Regions from separate parts of the Ovis aries genome. Here region 1 is linked to region 2. The links are chromatin contacts, called in public Hi-C maps. All regions are on one chromosome and are shown on one strand. The core of a region is the stretch at or near the end of the contact, and the rest is flanking DNA. Distances in the headings are between cores, read along the strand shown.

What was found. Hi-C and Micro-C count contacts between places; a contact is called where the count stands out from the background.
Region 1: a contact with region 2 is called in a Hi-C map of mesenteric adipose tissue, with 2.4 times the contacts expected there. The contact joins the enhancer-like site here to the promoter of TMEM9B in region 2. A contact is called at or near these places in 2 of 16 Hi-C or Micro-C datasets (mesenteric adipose tissue and tail adipose tissue).

The regions. Positions count from the first base shown.
Region 1 is chr15:43,449,529-43,456,743 of ARS-UI_Ramb_v3.0, forward strand. It overlaps DENND2B (DENN domain containing 2B), which reads left to right. Exons shown (of 21, transcript XM_027979402.2): 2 at 4,944-5,032. Among named protein-coding and RNA genes, the nearest start is that of DENND2B, 43 kb to the left of the region's middle. Within about 2 kb of position 2,358, at least 12 of the 54 cell types and tissues checked have an H3K27ac peak or open chromatin away from gene starts, as enhancers often do.
Region 2 is chr15:43,331,428-43,339,162 of ARS-UI_Ramb_v3.0, forward strand. It overlaps TMEM9B (TMEM9 domain family member B), which reads left to right and starts at 6,143. Exons shown (of 5, transcript XM_060399934.1): 1 at 6,143-6,329.

The sequences.
Region 1 (7,215 bases), core at 1,108-3,607, 110 kb after region 2:
AAGAATAGTGGAGTGGGTTGCCATTCTCTTCTCCAGGGGATCTTCCCAACACAGTGATCGAACCCATGTCTCCTGCATTGGCAGGCAGATTCTTTACTACTGAGCCTCCAAGGAAAACCAATATTGAGATAACAGCAGCTTTCTTTTCTTGAATTCCGATGCTCCCAAAGTAAAGAGTGACTTTAAAAGATTTATTCTGCTCCTGTATTTTCACATTTGGCATTTCAGTTTATAAAGGGACAAGAATAGAATCTCATCTCTTATATATATATATATATATATATATATATATACATATTTATTTATTTATTTTATTTTATTTTTTTCCCTCCTCTCGAATTCTTCTCTCAAATTCTTTCATCTTATCGAGGGGATAGCTGTTTCTTCTTCTTCTTTTTTTTTTTTTCTAAGCATCTTTTTAAATGATTTATTTGACACTTTAATTCATTGCCTACTCTGAATGAAATATGAAAGTGGGTAGATTTCAAGGGGCTCACGACTGGGGGAGACAGGAGTGCAAGTAACAGTGATAAAATTATATAAATACCATGATAAAGGCATCTTCAGACTGCTGTGGGCTTGCAGAGTAGACATAGACAAACAGATCCTGCCAGGAGATCAAGAACTGTTTCACAGAGGAGGTAGTAACTGAGTTGGGCCTTGAAAGTAGTTGGGCAATGAGAGGCACTCAGAAAAAAGGTAACAGTGTGAGCAGTCGGGGGAGGAAGAGAAAAAAAGTGCAGTTTCAGAGCAGCAGGCAGTGTGCTGCGCTTGTGCCTATCCTGGAGTGGTAGTGGTAGGGGAATATGGCAGATGAAGCCAAAGGGAGCTCAAATTTTGGTGGTGACGTCTGTCATGGGAGGGGTTTGGACTTAGTCACACCGCTGTTGCTGTTAGTTGGGTCTTAATTATTTTTCCCCCAGAGAGTAGTTTTCAGTTTCTTTTTAGTAATGGAAAAACATTTATTTTTTTCAAAACAGTATTTATACCCATCTCCAAATTATATAAAACATAGGATGGCATTTTTAAGTAAATGTGTATTTTCAGTAAGCATAGTGACCTGCACAGTGGAGGTGAGAGAAAGCATTTTTGTGCTTGAATGGAGCTGACCCTAGAGAACCTTCTCATCTGTGGGCACTGGGCAATTCCTGAATCCTGCACGGTTTGGCAGTGACTGTGCTGGTGGAGTGCCTGTGAGTGGGCTCTCTGGGAATGGGAAAGACTGTAAAACCCTGGAGTGCGTCCCCAGAAGAGTGACCTTACGAGAGAAGTTCTGGGAAACAAACCGCAGGGAGACTTTACAGGAATTTTTGGTTGAGCCCACAGGCAAGGCACATGAGGAAAAGAGATGTAATTATAGTTTGTAAGTCTATGAAAAGATGCAATGAGTGACATGAAATAGCCGTTCTAAGTTTCTTCTTCCTGTTGGACAGGAAGGAATGGGGGTTTGTGCATTCATGCAGCAGATTTTTACTGCGTGCCAGCTGTAAGCTGGGCCCTATACTACATGCAGAGAATAAGGTGGCTAGCAAAGCATTCAAGGTTCCTGTTCCTAAGGAACCTGGGGGGAAGCACATTATGGCACAAGGGAGCAATTACAGATTATGGTGAGTGCCATGGAGGGTAAGTCCTCATTCAGACTGGAGGGTCGCAGACTTCTCTTAGGAAGTGAGAGGCAAGTTGAGCTGAGTAAGATTCAGCCAGGCAAAGACTATGGCGTAGGGGAGCATCTAAGGCAAAGGGGAACAGCCTGGAGAAACTCTGACACTTTAGGGAACTAAAAGGCCCACAGAGCTGGCACCCAGAGGGGGAGGGCAGGAGAGGAGGCTGGAGAAGAGTCATACAGGGCCTTAGAGGGACATGGGAAGATTTTTGATTTTACCCTGAATGTTGGGGAGCGACTGGATTGTGTTAAGCAGGAAATGACATGATCTAGTGTAAAAGGGTGATTGAGACACCTCCGTGGAGAATGGAGCTGTGAGGGTAAGAGTGAAAGCTGGGGCGGGCAGGAGGTTTTCGTCGCAGTTAAGGGGAGAGATTGGGGTGGCAATGAGGTGCAGAAAAATGGACAGATGAAAGATACATCTAGGAAGTAGCATTGTTTGGAGTCGGTAAGTGGATTGGCTGCAGACCAGAAAGAAGTAGGGATGCACAAAGGTACCTCCTTGTCAGTACAAGTCTGCATGGGGACTCCCAGCAGACCACACAGGTTACAGGTTCCTGTCTTTCCGGAAAGGTCAGGTAGGATTGGTCTGAATTCAGCCTTGCAGAGGCAGCAGGATTCAGCTGACCTCTTGCTCTGCCCAGTTCAAGGAACTTACACACAATAGCAGCACCCAGCAGAGATTGCGGTTCTCCCAGTAGTGGGCACTTACTGTGTCCCTGTCTGGGCCCCTCTCCCTCCGACCCAGGACAAGGCCCTAAGGAACCACTATAACCCCTGTGTGCCACTAGGGGGAGCATGGCCTGCATTCTGTGTCAGGTCTGGTCTGGAGGCTTTTTGAAGTTTGCATTACTTTAGAGAAGAGACTGACTCGTATCAGCTTTAGTAATCCGCCCTGACCCTTCATGCTCCTTAGAGGAATGCCTGGTATATGGTATTTGTTGTTTAGTCGCTAAGTCGTGTCTGACTCTTTGCCACCTCATGGACTGTAGCCCACCAGGCTCCTCTGTCCATGGGATTTCCCAGGCAAGAATACTGGAGTGGGTTGCCATTTCCTTCTCCAGGGGATCTTCCTGACTCAGAGATCAAACCCAAGTCTCCTGCATTGCAGGTGGATTGTTTACTGCTGAGCCACCAAGGAAGCCCACTCAACTCAACTCATGAGTTGGTATCATAACTGTGATTAGTGTCTTATTGTAGAAATGAATGGGTATTGCCTCTTGTTTCTCAGTATGGAGACTGGGCAGGTGGAATGTGCATTTTAGGGATCAGGAGAAGAGCAGAGGACTGCCTGTTGGGAACGGGACAAGGGAGAAGGTGAGTGATTTGATGGTGTTGCCCTTGCCCTTTCATCCTGTCCTTCACGGATGGGGGACGCTAGGGCCTTTGAGGAATTCCTGAGTTGGTACTTGGGGTGGGGTGTTGGATTGGGTATTTCTAGTGGCTGGTTGAGTGTGCCCTCTTTGACACTCTGGTTGCTCCACTGATGCAGCAGTGTCCCCCACTTAGGGTTGGTGCCACCCTGTTATTTCCTGCTGGATTTTGTGATGCTCCTCCTACCTTATCTCCTGCGTATATTTACCTTTTAAACTAGAGTGAATTAAAATCTTGTTTTAAGAAATTTGCTATAATACTGAAGGTTAGTCAAAAACACAAAGATTCTGCAAGGGGTCTCTGCATTAAAGATTCCATCAGGAAAAAGTATGGGACTTCCTTGGTGGTTTAGATGGTGAAGAGTTTGCCTGGAATACAGGAGACCCAGGCTCGATCCCCGGTTTGGGAAGATCCCCTGGAGAAGGAAATGGCAACCCACTCTAGTATTCTTGCCTGGAGAATCCCATGGACGGAGGAGCCTGGCAAGTTACAGCCCATGGGGTCACAAAGAGTCGGACATGACTGAGCAGCTAACACATATTGAAAAGTATCTTCCTTGAGCCTCTGTGTCCTTTTCTAGGGGCCATGTCTACTGCCCCAGGTTTTTGTCTGTGATGAAGAGCAGCTGAGATGAATGAAATTCTCAGCTCAGTGCCTGATTTAAGGAGAATGCTTTCACACACATCTTTTCATGCTTATCCCAGACCTGTCACTTGCTCAGGGGATGGGTTTTATGGGTAAAAGCTGGAAGGCTTGGTGACTTCCCAAGGGCATATGGCTGTCACAGAGCCCAGCACTGCCTGGTCTTCTGACCCTGGCTTTGTCTGGTGCCCTTGGAACTGCTCTACTTAGTACAGGAAAGAGAGCTGAAAGGCTTGGGTATTATTTCTAGATCAGCTGTCTTCTGGTTCTGTGACCTGGGGCAAGTTATTTAACCTCTCTTTTAGATTTTTTTTAAAAATCTGTTAAATTAGTATGATAACAGGAATCCTAACTCGGGGTCTATTGGGTTTGAGAGATGAGCCAAGATTGGGAGAGTTTTTTTGAAAATTGTAAGGTGATGTATAGCTGTAGGGCAGGACTTTTTTTCTCTAATCTGTGCACCAGTATGTTTCACATCTCGTAGAGGCTATCTCAGAGCCTTCAAGGCTGAAAGGATGGTAATTGAGCCTGTCTTATCATGACTCAGAAGGAGTCTTTATCTTCCCCAGGGAATCCAGCCTTGATCTCATGACTGGCTGTCAAAAAAGTTGTTAGTTTGTAAGATCAGATGGCAGTGGACTTTAGAGGAAAGTACCAGGCTAGGGGGCAGCAGATTGGTCTCTACTGTTAGTACTTCGACTGCCAAACTAACTTTGTTACCGTGGACTAAACATTTGATCCCCTTGAGCCTCAGTTTTCCCATCTATAAAATGGTGATAATAATGGTGGCTCAGATGGTAAAGAATCTGCCCACAATGCGGGAGACCTGGCTTCAATCCCTGGATAGGGAAGATGCCCTGGAGAATGGAATGGAACCCACTCTGGTATTCTTGCCTGGAGAATTCCGTGGACAGAGGAGCCTGGTGGGCTACAGTCCACAGGATCTCCAAAGAGTTGGACAAGACTGAGCAACTAACACAATATGACAATATGTTTCAAAAGGTTTTGAGGATCAAACAAGATAGATCCTGTAAAAGACTATTACACAATAGAAATATGTACCAGGGAGTTAAACTTTGAGGACTTGCTGTGTTCCAGGCACTGTGCTAGCTCTCGGTCAGGACTGATGCCATTTCTGACTTGGACAGCAGCTCGCAGAAAGCTTGGGCTTTCTGCATCTGTGTCGTGTCTGATGCTCGGGCTGTGACTCTGGATTGCCCAGGATGCTTCCTGGTGCTGACTGAGTCTTTCCTCTCCATCGCAGGGAGATGAGAGGCTGCTTCGGCACCGGCGCTAGCAGCATGTGTCCCTGTGCTGGTTGACGTCGTCGCCCCAACCTGGGCAGGCAGCAAGGTAAGCAGAGAGGCCCGCCCAGGCGAGCTCCTGAGATGTGAGTGCATTTCCGCCTCAGCCCGCTGCCCGGAAAACCCCAAGTGCACAAACAAGTCAAGGCAGGGCATCTGGGTCCTCCCTACCCTCGCTCCAGGACCCAGAGGAAGGGCTGGCTTCCCCTCCAAGCGTTCCAGCTGACTCCTTCCCCCCCTCACCCCCCTCCCCAGCCGGGACTCTTCCAAGTTATAAAAAATGAGACACTGGAGGGGAACAAAACAAGTCCACTCACTGTCTTCTCCCTTCTCCCCTCTGAGCTGCTGAAGCGAGTTCCCAGGAGCAGCCCAGAGCCCTTGTCTGGCTGGAAGGGAGGTAGGAGGAGTGGAATGCGTGCGGAGCCCGAGCTGATCAAAAGACAGTGCTGTTCCGTGAAAGCCTCCCAGAACTGAGGGAGAGAGGGGGAGACTGTGGGGTGGGGGGAGGAGAGGGAGGGGGAAAGAGGGAAGGGGAGAGGGAGGGAGGGAGGGAGAGATCGGAGCGAGCGCTGGCGAGAACAGGGTCTCCATGACGACTGGCCTGGCCGGCCAGCAGTGCTCCGCTTATTTGGCTGGAAGGAGCGCCACGAAAGGTCAGAGGAAGGAGCTGTGGGAAGCTCGCAGCAGGTATCGGAGCCGGAGCGAGTGGATTTGGGGGCCGTGGGCTCCCTAACAGACTGTGGTGTGAGCCAGACTCTGCCGAGAATGGAGTGGGCAGGAAAGCACCGGGACTTTCAGGTAAGTCAGCTCTCGGCTGGGATTGTTTTTCCTCCTTTCCTGGCCGTAGTCTTGGGCTGTTTTCTGGGAGGCCGGCGAGTGTCTGTATGCTCTGCTCTGCTCAGGGTTTGGGGCTCAGGAATGATGTCATGCTCCAACAGTTGGATTCTATTAGCTTATAGAGGAGGGAGGCAGCCAGTTTTCTTGACTTTGCAAATCTAGCTGATCTCACTCTTGCTGAACCTGAGGTGTTTAGACTTCACTATAGGAATCATCATCTTACTTTTATTTAGCACAAAGGCTCAGGAAATTTTACGGGAAGAGTCTTTTATGTAGGGAAAAAAAAGAGAATTATCATCACTCCCGCAATGTGTTTGTAGTTCTTACATGGAAACTCCAGTGTCTTTTGAGTGGCTGGGTTTGTTCTAGTGAACACTGTTGTCTTTTGGTGCTGCTATGTCTGACCTAATGAAAAAAATAAAAGCTAATTAACTCAGCTGGGAGCTGCAGTGAGCTCCAAGTCTCTCTGGGGTAGTTATTAGGAGAGAGGGGCTGTCCTAGGGATGTCTAAACCAGGGCCAGTCTCTCCTCTCTCTCTGTCCCCCAGGTAGGCTGGTAAGAAGCAAGCTGTCCTCCTTTATTATTAATAAAATCCATCACAGGTTTTCCTAAACAAATGTATGGGGTGGAGGCAGGGGGCGTCAGGGGGTGTGGGACCTGTTAAGAGGTTCATTATCCCGATGTTTCTGAGTGGGTTGCTGCTAAGAGCTGGGTTACCTGAGGAGACCTGAAGTGCTGTGGTTGTGCTGAATGGATTTCCTGGTTAATGTTTGAATCAAGTCTCAGGGCATGTGGTGTCTCTGCCACGTACTCCTTCTACACTGTTTGTCCTGTGTTTCAGTAAAACTTATCCTGACCTGGAGGACCGGTGTGTGGTGAGCGCAGTGTGGCCTCGGGGAGAGGATCATTCCAGAAAGGCACTTGTATAGGTGATGGGATCGCCAGGGTTGTCAGTGATCTCAACAGGAGGTTTCATGCGGCGGACACTCCCTGCAGTGGAGACCCCTCAGGAGGCTTCAGCCGTGTTATGTCTTAAACTTACTCCTGGGCCTCAGGAGGCTCGATGGCTGCTTTTGGTTTCCCTGTGGGATGAGGGAACAGCTGCGGTCCTAGCTCTTTGGTTTTTCTTCTTGAACTTTCTGAACAGAATGTCTTTTGTACTCCAGCACACAATGAGGGGCCTTCTGATTAACTTCGGGTCAGCTTGCCAATGAAAGCACTGGCCGTGTCTCGATTCGGGCTCCCAGAATGTGTACATGCGTGCATCACTGTTGTGGCCCGAGGCTCCACAAGGGTGAACTCAATGGCCCTGCACCTCGGACGGGCCACTTATTAAGCGGTATTTCCTTTTATTCCATTCTAGGGCTCCTCTGCTTGGTTGACACCTCGATTAAC
Region 2 (7,735 bases), core at 4,893-7,392:
TAAATCTTGTGTTGCTGTGTTATTATTTCAGACCCCAGTAACTTGTCAACTGTTGCTGATAACAGCATCTCTAGGAACAGATATAATTCTGGCCTCATATATTGTTACAGTGGTGGGAGCCAGCAGATGACAGCATGGTATACCTATGTGGCTTTACACATGGCAGCCAGCAGACAACCTCACTAAAGGGGGCTTAAGTAGGAGGCAGCACCCTGGTGATGCACATGGTAAAGGAGAGGGCTCATGTAAGACATTCCCAGGGTATGCTCAGAACCTCTGGGGGTGTGTGTGTGTCCGGCTGTAACCACTGGAGACAGTCCATGGAAACCATCATTACTGACTCTGCATGACTCTTTGTTCTCCTGTGCTGCCACGGCCTGGGAGAGTGCTGAATAGATCAGAAAGGGTGAGGTGCAGAAATAAGACTGAGGCGGCCAGAGAGCTATGTGAGCCCTGGAGGGGAAAGGGGGTGAGGGGACTGCAGACAGAGCTAGCCAAACCTTGGTCCCAGATCCATAAATCATCATGTCTGCTTCCTAACCTTCTGACTTCCACACTTAAATAGAGAAGACTTTTCTTACTCTTCTGACCATCCCCCACCAGGGCATTTTTTCGGTTTTACAAAGTGAGAGGGCCCATGCCTGGTAGGAAGGTGAACCTGGACTTTTCACTCCTTAAATGGATTACAGTAAGGAAACCTAGTCACACGGAAGCAGGAAAGACAGGAAAGAGTGCGTACTCACTGAGGCCAGTCTTGTCTGTAAACAGAACAACCCTGATGTGACTTGAAGGTCTAGGAAGATCCTAGGTCAGAAATCTCCCCTCTCCTACGTCCCATGGGTTGCAAAGAGTCAGACACAAATGAGTGACTGAACTGACTGACCTACTATGGTGCCCAGATCCCACATGCACTTCTTAGGGTATCTCAGCATCGTCCTCTCATGGTCACAAAGGAAGCAGGGATTCAAGTACTGTCGGTACCTGGTTCTTAGAGACTGACCAGAGGAGCCTCTTCTATTTTTCCCTTTTCCAGGTCCCCACAAACATTTATTGGTTTTTACTCTATCCCAATCTCCAGGTACGCTGCACTCCATGGGGTCGATAAGAGTCAGGCACGACTGAGCGACTTCACTTTCACTTTCATGCATTGGAGAAGGAAATGGCAACCCACTCCAGTGTTCTTGCCTGGAGAATCCCAGGGACAGGGGAGCCTGGTGGGCTGCCATCTATGGGGTCACATAGAGTCGGACACGACTGAAGCGACTTAGCAGCAGCAGCAGCAGTCTCTAGGTACAAAGATAATGAAAACCCTTGCCCTCAAAGACTGCCAAGTTTGGGTGGAGGTTGGGAGTTCAGAGGCAGATATGAAAACATAATTTTTTTGTAACGGATTAGATTAGGAAACAAATCTGCACAAATACAGATGGAAATGCAGGTAAGTTAGGGAAGCTTTTCTAGTTGAGAAGACCTCTGACCTAAGGGGAAAGCAGGAGTTATCTAGGTATGAGTAGGGCAGAATGAGAACCAACTCCTCCACTTCCATTGGATCACTGGAATTTTATGTTTCATGCCATATACGCCCCCACCCCCCAACCCCCCGCCAGTCCTGGGCTCTAGCTGTGCCAGTTCAGCTGTTGCCCTTCTCCTTACCCAGGTCTGAGTCTTCATTCAGACTCTAGCCAGGCAACCAATCATCATACAGTCACACTCTACTCTGGGCAGCCACATCTTACATTCTAGAACAGGTATGTCTAACATAAACATTAAATTTCCTAGTAGCTACATTTAAGAGGTAAAAATAAAAAGTGAAATTGTTTTAATGTTTTATTTAACCTAACGCATCCAAAATATTTCAACCTGAATATAAAAACACTGAGTTTACGGTTAACATGAGATATTTTAATATGATTTTTATGTTAAATCTTTGAAATTCAGTACATTTTTACACTTATAGTGCATCCCAGTTCCAGTCAGTCACACTTCAAGTGCTCAGTCGCCACCTGGGGCTAGTGGCTACCAATGTCAGACAGTGTAACTCAAATTCTGCCCAGACTGAGTGTACTTGCTGAGGCACTACTATATATTCCTCTAGATCTCTGTAGAAATTGAGAAGAAATGATTAAATTATTCTAGGGGAAAACATGGGTGGTAGGTTTAAAGAATAACTCGTCCAATGTGAAAAAGGATGATGGACCCCTGGACAGTTGTCTTCAATTAAAAAAAATATAAACTGATAGGCAATATGATGTGTTTGAAAGTGTTGAGAGTTTGGGATAAATTGGGAAAAGAGGCAATGGCTAACTTCAATCAAAAACAGTAAACGAAATTATGTTATGCTAATTGGATCAACTATGAATAAATATGGAGAAGGCAATGGCACCCCACTCCAGTACTCTTGCCTGGAAAATCCCATGGATGGAGGAGCATGGTGGGCTGCAGTCCATGGGGTTGCTGAGGGTCGGACACGACTGAGCGACTTGACTTTCACTTTTCACTTCCATGCATCGGAGAAGGAAATGGCAACCCACTCCAGTGTTCTTGCCTGGAGAATCCCAGGGATGGGGGAGCCTGGTGGGCTGCCATCTCTGGAGTCATACAGAGTCGGACACGACTGAAGTGACTTAGCAGCATGAATAAATATGTACAGTCATAATAATATAAGGAATTATTTTACCTAAGTAAGATAACATAGATATTGATATATTGAGGCATGATGGAGGATGAAGAAATAATACATTTATGAGAGGGCATTGGAGTGTAAATACATAGCTTATTTCCTACATCAAGAAACAAAATAATAGTCCAAAACTAGTAGTATAAGGATGCTATTAAGAAACAGAGATAAATCCCAAAAGAGCATTAGAAAAGATAGGGTTACCTCTGGGGAGTAGAAATTCAGCATGCAGAGGGCTGGGGTAGGGTCAGCTGTGCAGTACCATGTGATTTTTTAAAATGTACTATATTGGGAACTTCCCTGGTTGACCAGTGGTTAGGACTTTGTGCTTCCACTGCAGGGGGCATAGGATGGATCCCTGGTCAAAGTTCTGCATGGCCAAAAAATTAATGTACTATATTGGTAAAAATAAAAATGAATACAAGTAATACAGTGTTTCATTTATTTGAAAATACTAGTAGTCAGAAAGGAGGAACTATTTCCCTCAGGTATTGTTAAGATGTAAGATACTGGGGAAACCAGGAATACTGATTTAGCACCCTTCTCAAAGAACCTTTAAAACTTCTCCTTGCTTTGGTACTAAATCTTGTGTTGCTGTGTTATTATTTCAGACCCCAGTAACTTGTCAACTGTTGCTGATAACAGCATCTCTAGGAACAGATATAATTCTGGCCTCATATATTGTTACAGTGGTGGGAGCCAGCAGATGACAGCATGGTATACCTATGTGGCTTTACACATGGCAGCCAGCAGACAACCTCACTAAAGGGGGCTTAAGTAGGAGGCAGCACCCTGGTGATGCACATGGTAAAGGAGAGGGCTCATGTAAGACATTCCCAGGGTATGCTCAGAACCTCTGGGGGTGTGTGTGTGTCCGGCTGTAACCACTGGAGACAGTCCATGGAAACCATCATTACTGACTCTGCATGACTCTTTGTTCTCCTGTGCTGCCACGGCCTGGGAGAGTGCTGAATAGATCAGAAAGGGTGAGGTGCAGAAATAAGACTGAGGCGGCCAGAGAGCTATGTGAGCCCTGGAGGGGAAAGGGGTGGGGGACTGCAGACAGAGCTAGCCAAACCTTGGTCCCAGATCCATAAATCATCATGTCTGCTTCCTAACCTTCTGACTTCCACACTTAAATAGAGAAGACTTTTCTTACTCTTCTGACCATCCCCCACCAGGGCATTTTTTCGGTTTTACAAAGTGAGAGGGCCCATGCCTGGTAGGAAGGTGAACCTGGACTTTTCACTCCTTAAATGGATTACAGTAAGGAAACCTAGTCACACGGAAGCAGGAAAGACAGGAAAGAGTGCGTACTCACTGAGGCCAGTCTTGTCTGTAAACAGAACAACCCTGATGTGACTTGAAGGTCTAGGAAGATCCTAGGTCAGAAATCTCCCTCTCCTACGTCCCATGGGTTGCAAAGAGTCAGACACAAATGAGTGACTGAACTGACTGACCTACTATGGTGCCCAGATCCCACATGCACTTCTTAGGGTATCTCAGCATCGTCCTCTCATGGTCACAAAGGAAGCAGGGATTCAAGTACTGTCGGTACCTGGTTCTTAGAGACTGACCAGAGGAGCCTCTTCTATTTTTCCCTTTTCCAGGTCCCCACAAACATTTATTGGTTTTTACTCTATCCCAATCTCCAGGTACGCTGCACTCCATGGGGTCGATAAGAGTCAGGCACGACTGAGCGACTTCACTTTCACTTTCATGCATTGGAGAAGGAAATGGCAACCCACTCCAGTGTTCTTGCCTGGAGAATCCCAGGGACAGGGGAGCCTGGTGGGCTGCCATCTATGGGGTCACATAGAGTCGGACACGACTGAAGCGACTTAGCAGCAGCAGCAGCAGTCTCTAGGTACAAAGATAATGAAAACCCTTGCCCTCAAAGACTGCCAAGTTTGGGTGGAGGTTGGGAGTTCAGAGGCAGATATGAAAACATAATTTTTTTGTAACGGATTAGATTAGGAAACAAATCTGCACAAATACAGATGGAAATGCAGGTAAGTTAGGGAAGCTTTTCTAGTTGAGAAGACCTCTGACCTAAGGGGAAAGCAGGAGTTATCTAGGTATGAGTAGGGCAGAATGAGAACCAACTCCTCCACTTCCATTGGATCACTGGAATTTTATGTTTCATGCCATATACGCCCCCACCCCCCAACCCCCGCCAGTCCTGGGCTCTAGCTGTGCCAGTTCAGCTGTTGCCCTTCTCCTTACCCAGGTCTGAGTCTTCATTCAGACTCTAGCCAGGCAACCAATCATCATACAGTCACACTCTACTCTGGGCAGCCACATCTTACATTCTAGAACAGGTATGTCTAACATAAACATTAAATTTCCTAGTAGCTACATTTAAGAGGTAAAAATAAAAAGTGAAATTGTTTTAATGTTTTATTTAACCTAACGCATCCAAAATATTTCAACCTGAATATAAAAACACTGAGTTTACGGTTAACATGAGATATTTTAATATGATTTTTATGTTAAATCTTTGAAATTCAGTACATTTTTACACTTATAGTGCATCCCAGTTCCAGTCAGTCACACTTCAAGTGCTCAGTCGCCACCTGGGGCTAGTGGCTACCAATGTCAGACAGTGTAACTCAAATTCTGCCCAGACTGAGTGTACTTGCTGAGGCACTACTATATATTCCTCTAGATCTCTGTGCCCCCAATCAGGGCCCTGAGAACAAATTTGAAGGGAAGGCCTCTGAGGTTTTAGCCAAAGAGTAAAAGCACTCCTTCAGATCCAGACCTGGACAGCTATCCCTAAACTGATCCCAAACTTGCTGATGAGACAGCTTTTAGCAATCACGAATCCACAAGTGCATTAAGGTCAGACACATTTGACACTGGCCAGTAGGATACCCACTAAGAAAATCTGACAAGGAAACTGACAGGGCAGCCTGGAGGGGCCTGTGAAAGGTCATCTAGTGCTGCCGTTTGGGACTGAAAGGGTCTAAAAATACCTGGCATAATATCAGACACCTTCTTGTGTTAGTCTAGCAGCAACAAGAATCACACGTGAGAAAAATACTGAGAAAATTCTATCTATTAAGGCATTTCCACAAACTAGGAAAAGACCACTTTAAAGTTTTGCTTAGAGGAAGAAACACGGGTATTCCATGAAAGCAAAATTTGAAACCCACATATGAGAGTTCAATCCCCTCATATTAAGCCCAGAAAAAGGAAGTGTTTGGACCAAAATCTTTACTATGCCCTTTCCACTACTAACTGAAAAATATTTTAATTGGAGAGACTGTACCATCTCCAGGGTTCTTCCAAATTATCCTTCAGGATGACCCGCTCTGGGATAGATCATCAGCGGTCCCCAGTTTTGAGTTAGGAGCCAGCAGCCCTGAACAGGATTGTAGCACCGTGATCCCCCATCTTCTGAAATCTTGAGCGGAGGCGGCTTCTAGGGAGATTCTTTCGCCAACTCTACAACTTCCGGAGCCTGGCCTGGCCCGGCCCGGCCCAGCCCCTCTGCTGTGGCCCAGTTCCTGGCGGCAGGCCGGGCCTAACCGGTCAGCCCCCAGCGGAAGGGCAGCGAGGAGCCCCAGACGGAGGCCACACACACGAAGGCAGCCCACAGATTGTTAGCAGCCTCCCCGGGAACGGTTTCCGGGAGGCGAGTGGGCCGCAGGTCAGTACCAAAGTGCCAGAGAGGACCCCTCGACCCTCTAACTGCGAGTGGGCTTCCGGGGAAGGGATGGCTCTGTCGGTATCATACCTGTTCCCAAGCTTAGCACCCACCCCGCCTGCGCCGGCCGGGACGGGCCGCCTCTCAGCAATTCCTGAGGCTGGGGCTCACTCCGTCCTCCTAAGGCTGCCAACGAACGGCTCCGGCCTCGCAGGGGTCGCTCTGGTGAACCCCGGACTTGCTAGAGGATCTGACAGCCCGGGCTTTCTGCGGGGGCTGGGCGGGAGAGGCTTGCCTCCCTGGATGGAAGGACCTCCCAGCTCACTGGCGGTCCGCGGCCCGGCTGCTTCTGTGCCGGGGAAAGACATCCTAGAGCCTCGAAGCTCCGCCGAGCGCAGGTTGTCCCCGCGACAGGCCGCCTAAGCTTCTAGGGCACGGCGGAGCCTCGCGGCCTCCGCACCGGGAACCGTTTCCGGGTCGAATGCTTTTTGTAGCTGACCCGGCGCGGCCCGTGACGCAAGGGCCCAGACGGAAGTGCGGGCGGAGGAGCCCGAGCCGGAGCCCGGCCCGGAGCTGGTCCCGGGGGCTCCGGCTGTGGCGACTGCTGGGCCTGGCTGCGATGGCGACCCTGTGGGCCGGCCTCCTTCGTCTCGCCTCCATGCTCAGCCTGTCCTGCCTGGCGCTCTCGGTGCTGCTGCTGGTGCAGCTGTCAGACGCCGCCAAGGTGAGTCCCGCCCAGCCTTCGCTTCCGACCGGCGCTCCTCCTCTACCTCCGGCCTTGTCCACCTGAGCCCCACCCCAGTCCTCTGCCAGCCCTGCCAGCCCGATCCCTAGCGTCACAGCCCTGGCAGACCCCCGCCCGGAACCCTCCGGACCGCCGGATGGCACTCCCGCCCCCCATCCCTGACAGCCGGACAGCCCCCGCCCCCACCCCCTCCCACCCCGGGCGCTGACACCCTACCCCGCCCCACCTGGTCCAGACGGGCCCGGACAGCATGTCTGGCCCCTTAAATTTCCCTTCCCAGCCCTGACAGGACCCACTTCCAACTTTACAGCCTTTCCAACTCTGAGAGCTTTTAACTTGAGCTTTACACTTAAGCTCTGACAGTCTACCGTCACCCTTCACCAGCCTCACGGACCACCCTGCGAAATTCCCCAAGCCCATATAGGAAGGCCCAGCTCACAGGCGCCTTACCTCTTAGGAACTAACTCCTCTCAACTCATCTCTTAACAGATTCCCTTCCCACTGTAGGAACTTGCCTCTCCTGGCAGCCTTCCTTCTCAATAGGAAGGACCTACAGAGTCTCTCCAATACTTTGGCCACCTCATGCGAAGAGTTGACTCATTGGAAAAGACTCTGATGCTGGGAGGGATTGGGGGCAGGAGGAGAAGGGGACGACAGAAGATGA